Regions from separate parts of the Capsicum annuum genome. Here region 1 is linked to region 2. Evidence: chromatin contacts called from public Hi-C data. All regions are on one chromosome and are shown on one strand. The core of a region is the stretch at or near the end of the contact, and the rest is flanking DNA. Distances in the headings are between cores, read along the strand shown. Region 1 holds the start of LOC107849960. Region 2 holds the start of LOC107850386 (probable CoA ligase CCL5).

The links. A called contact is a pair of places that touch in the nucleus more often than the background predicts.
Region 1: a contact with region 2 is called in a Hi-C map of leaf, with 2.6 times the contacts expected there. The contact joins the promoter of LOC107849960 here to the promoter of LOC107850386 in region 2. A contact is called at or near these places in 2 of 5 Hi-C or Micro-C datasets (leaf and placenta).

What each region holds. Positions count from the first base shown.
Region 1 is chr12:223,049,856-223,052,844 of UCD10Xv1.1, forward strand. It overlaps LOC107849960, which reads right to left and starts at 1,525. Exons shown (of 1, transcript XM_016694467.2): 1 at 200-1,525. The coding sequence starts at 1,151. The coding sequence ends at 450.
Region 2 is chr12:222,896,157-222,898,856 of UCD10Xv1.1, forward strand. It overlaps LOC107850386 (probable CoA ligase CCL5), which reads right to left and starts at 1,364. Exons shown (of 5, transcript XM_016694874.2): 1 at 1-1,364. The coding sequence starts at 1,205.

The sequences.
Region 1 (2,989 bases), core at 275-2,774, 150 kb after region 2:
TAGGTTTTAATTTTTATTTTTAAAAAAAAAAAATCCAGAAAAAACGACCACAAGTGTTCGGTTTTTGAAATTTTTTTGCAAAAAACCGACCACAAGTGGTCGTTTTTTTATTCCTAAAATTATTTTTTCCAATTTTAATAAAATAATAATGAATTTTAAAAATATATATATAATTTTAAAATCAACCACTTCTGGTCCGTTTTTAAAAACCTACCACTACTTTACCGATCACAAAATTTGGTCGGTTTTTCCCTTTTTTTTTAGTAGTGGAACCTCGCATATAGCAGGAACTTTATTGCACCGAACTGGTTTTTTTACCATCAGTGTTTCACTGAGCTAGTTGTGCAGTGATCTTAATTAATTAACTAATTACATAATATTAGATCATTGAAAGCCCTTCAAATAATATGTAATTAGCTCCCCTCTAATATTTTTTTAAAAAAGAATTGCTAGTAAGTAAGTAAATTTAAAAGTGAAACTCTTGTTCGAATCAATCTTCGAATAATACATTCAAGCTCTCCTTCAAGATCTTCAATGGCTAATTCCACGGCTTCTAGTCTTTTATTAGCACATTGCAACGTCATCGCGTCACATTTTTCCCACGAACTTAAACTGTTTACTCTCATCAATAATTTTGAACCGAAATACCCTTTACTCGTTTTCCGAGTCGTATTTGGACTTGGCATTGACATTAGTGCCATCAAAGATTCCAATATTGACATTGTTGCCACTCTAACTTCTCTTAATACATTCACCACCACCATTAGATTATTTTTATCATCTATCGATGAATCGATGCACTTAGTGTTATTTTTCATCCCTTTTAGGGAATGCAAGCGCTTTAACATCTCTTTCTTCAACTTCTTCCTATGACAATGAAAAGGTGCAAACTTATTTTCTGTCGTCGCATTTTCTCCAACGCTGATTCTTCTGAACGTACATTTCAGGTCGTGAACGTGATCCTTAACAAGCAACATGACATCTTTGGTAGTACCACATACCTCCAGCATCCTTAACGATGTTTCTGAAACTTCGTATGCCCACTTCTCCTGACCCTGATGCGCGATTTCTCGTTTGATCAGAGGTGAATGAAGCATGTTGTTGGCCGAATCGTGCAAATCTCTTAGAGCATCAAAATTTGGGAGTGCCATTGAAATTTTCTAAGTGATTGTTGAAAATATTGTTTGAGTTTTGTGATGAGATTAATACACTTTGTTATACATCTAAATATTGCAAATGTATTTATAGTTAAATCAAAGATGAATTAATTAATTGAGATTTAAGATCTCTTTAGGAAAAAGGACAGGAAGTATCCTTTTTTTGTACGGATTTGTTGTCATATAATTGGCAACAACTAAGGTACCAAAATTTGTCCCCTCAGGAAACTTCATAAGCAATGGGAAATAGAGAAAATATTAGTAAATTAATGGATTGATTGATTAGTTGATAGTATAGTAGTTGACTAGTTGTTAAGATATTGTTGTTTGTGGATTAATTTTAGTTTATAGTAGGATTTAGTTTAATTATATTAGTGGTAATGTAAGGAATTACTATATTATCAGTGTATTATAGCGGGGTGATCTGAAAAAAAATATCATATATGATGAGTATATAAAAGTTATTTTTTGATGAACGAACAAGACTTGATAATATTATTTCTATTTATCGTGTTAAATTGCTCACGAGTAATGATGCATTTGCAAAAGTTGTTAATTTAATTTGTATTATTCAATTGTACACGACATTTTGCACCCTTTATAAAGAATTACTTTTGTAATGGACAAAATAATAGTTTATATATACCTTTTTAACTGAAAATGTACGTTGTTAAAAAGACGGGATTTTGATATTTTGTCCTTATTTATACATGGAAAAATAATCTTTTCTCATTATATGTTTATTTTATTTATGTGTCATCTTCACATAATTAAGGTGTTCATATTTTTTTAATACTTACGAAAGGTAAAATGAACAACATAATTAATTTTTGCTTGAATTTTTAAAATGATACTCCCTAAGTCCCAAATTACTCGTCCCAAATTGAGATAACACATTAATTAAAAAAATAATTAATAACATGACTAATTTACCATAGTACCCCTATTAAATGATGTTTACATTTTAATTTGAAGAAAAAGTAATTAATGCAAAGGGTAAAACATAGAGAGAAAAAATTATCTCTTCTTGATTAATGGAAAAAGACAAGTAAAATGGGAAATCAAATTAGGAAATTTGAGACGGAGGGAGTAAATAATTTGAGGAAAGATTCCATCTATTATACAACCGATATATTAATTTTAACGCCATGCAGACAAAATGTTTGCTAATTAAGGAGCATTGTTGTAATCTGACAAAATTAATTAAGATTTACACCATATCTTCCAAGAAATTTCTTTTTCTTTTCATTTGGTATTCCGTATTTATTGAATTCAGATTGATGCATCACAAAATTAATTTTTGAAGGCATTGCTCTAAATATGATTATTTTTTTTATATTTTGAGAAGTTCGAATTTGTTTATTGTGTTTGATTATGTCATTATTTTAATGTTGTTCTTATTCCTTTTTGTGGGCTTTGCACAACTTTCTTCGTTCGTCATTATGTTTTTTTTTTCACTATTTCCTTCTTCTTTGTACTTGAATTTATTGCACTTGAGCGAGAGTTTTCCGGAAACAGCCTCTTACGAGGTAGTGGTATGGTATGTGTACATTGTATGGTACCCTTCCTAAACCTCATTTGTGGGATTCACTGAGTATGTCGTTGTTGTTATAGTTAAGGATGAAGAAATTTCGATCATTTCACCGCAACTCGTGATATTATAGGAAAAATTCTCCTTCAAGGAAGAATCTATATTGTTTTGATGAGAATTAAGGCCAAGTACATGAGAGTACACTTGTTTTCTCCTTTCTGTAATGATGAACAACAACAACATGCCCAGTGTATTCCCACATAGTGGGGTTTGGGAAGGGTAGAGTGTAAGCAGATCATAC
Region 2 (2,700 bases), core at 114-2,613:
GAAGGTCCTCTTAGCCAAAGCTCACCGGTTTTATTCACCGGAAAAGCCTCTCCACTCTCCGGATCAACAATCTTCGCCTCCATACTTGGCGACAACATCCCTGCTGTTCCATATCTCCTACTCTCCTCCAATGAATCAGTCGAAGCACCAATCCCCGATGATTCAGTCAATCCATACCCTTGCAAAATCCTAACGGAGGGGTACTTCTCCAGAAACCCCTCAGTAACCTCTTTACTCAAGGGAGCACCGCCTGAAAGAACGTTTTTCAAGCTACTCAAATCATATTTCTTTTGAATAAGTCCAGCGTTGTTTACTAACGCTACTAGAATAGGTGGCACTAAAGGCAAATAACTTGCTTTATATTTATGAATGGACGAAAGCATTTCGTCCATTTCAAATTTCGATAACACAACTACTGTCGATCCTGATGCTAATATTCCAGCTGCAAATGCTGCCAATCCGTATATATGAAACATAGGAACTGTACATATAAATGTCTGTTCTCCTTCATCTAATTTGAACCTTCCCACGATCGTCTGTACCATCGCGATCAGGTTCCTGTGTGATGAAATAACTCCTTTGCTTGCACCTGTTGTGCCGGACGAGTACAACAGAGTAGCTGTATCCTCCTGTGTCACTCTTTCCTTCATCCTTCTCTCAGCTGGTTTTTCCATAATCAGTTTTTCTAACGTACCAATAATTCTCAGTTTGGAATCAGATGTAAATGCTAATTCTTCTCCGTTGATGAGGATCACTGGTAGATTAGATCCTGTAATCTTCGGGAGCAACTCAGGGATTGTGAAAGCCAGCACAGGCTTCGAATCTTTGATTTGTTTAGAGATCTCACTGCTAGTATTGAGTGGATTCGTCGTGGTGATTATACCTCCAAGTGACATGACGGCAAGACAAATTATAGGGAAGTAAATGGAGTTTGGAGAAAGGAGGAGAACTACGTGGCCTTTACGAATGCCCATATTTACAGAAAGGCAACTGGCTAAGGCTTCTACGGCGTTCCATACATCGGTAAAACTTAGCTTTTGGCCTGACGAAGCATCAATGAATGCGATTTTTCCACTATGTGCTCTTGAGGAAATGAATGTTGTTACGTCGATGGATTGGTTTGATGGTAAGGTAATTGGTTTGCGTTTGCTGTAGAATATTGAGTTTGATGGACAATAACCACTTCTTGGATCAATGGTTGCCATTGTTGGAATGTGAAGTTTCAGTAGGTTATGGGTTTTTTTTAAGTGAAAATGGAATGAGGAGGATTGATAGATTTGGGATCTCAGAATTTATACTCCCTTTTTTTTTTTTTCCTTTTTGGTGGAGTTAACTAATCCAAATTCGCCACAGCGCTCCCTACCAAGAGAATTTATATTCCCTTTATTTGCCTTTATTTGTAACTCTTTAATGTGGCACACTATTAAAAAATAATTATTTTATCATATTACTTTAATTATTTGATGTTTAAAATAATATATCTTGAAAATAATTAAAAAATAAATCATTAATATTAAAGTTAAAATAAAAAATACTTATTTTTTCTTGATAGTGAAAAACAATAAATAAAAAATAGAAATTTTAATTAAAAAAATTATAATAAATAAAAATAAACGGAGAGAGTATTTAGCATTCATCTTTATTTTAAAAATTTATCATAAAGACAAAACAGATCATTTTTTCAAAGGGGTGGAAATAATATTTTAGTGGTATGTAGTAGTAGTATATTTGTAGATCACCAAAGTTGACTGCTGCTTTTTTGATTTTTTGAAGTATGACTCTGACTGTCTGACATCTAGATGGTGCATGTTTTTGGTGCTGATGGTTATGTGTTTATTAATTATAGGATGGAGTAAATTGCGGATCAGCTTCCAAATGTTTCAACTGGGTTATTATTTGGTTCGTTGGGGGTTGTTTTGGAAGTAGTTTTATAAGTATTATTTATGTTTGTTTACAATATAAATTTAATCACAATCTTGAATGATTAATGCTTCTTAAATTTGTATCGATTGTCAATCGAGCACAAAATAAATTTAATCTTAATTTAAGTTTTGAGATATTTCATCGTATACAATAAGCTTGAATTATTTTATCTCATTTCTGAAATAAAATAAAATAATCTCTGAACTATAATTTCTGGTTATTTTAATCTGTGAATCAAATGAAGTCTGTTAAGGGATCGCATCAATCCAATCGGCTACGAAAAATACCCGTTGGTCAGCGTTAGGATACTTACCACGTTGAAGAAATTGATTTTAATCGATCTAAATATTATGAGTGAGTTAAATTTCGCTTGTGTCAAACCTGACTTCATATTCCCGATCTAGACTTAGATCAGGATTGGGGCCCCAGCTGGGGCCAAGAGTCAGGACCCCGTCTGAGGTCAAGACTTTGGTCGAGGTCAAATTTTGAGTTCCCAGTTGAGGTTGGATCTCGAGTTAGGTTATAATAAAAAATAAATATATTTATATTGAACTTTTTAAAAAATAACACAAGGTCTTTAACAAAAATATCAATTATGTTAACCATGTGTCTGATTCCAAGTTGGCTTGACACGTTTATCATGCATGCTTATCGTGCCAGATTCATTTAGCCAACCATATTCTTTTATGCCAAATTTCTAAAACCGACCATTTTTTTTGCCAATCTTACCAATAAAAAAAACAAATACTTACTACTCTACGTCTAGAGCTTTGGACC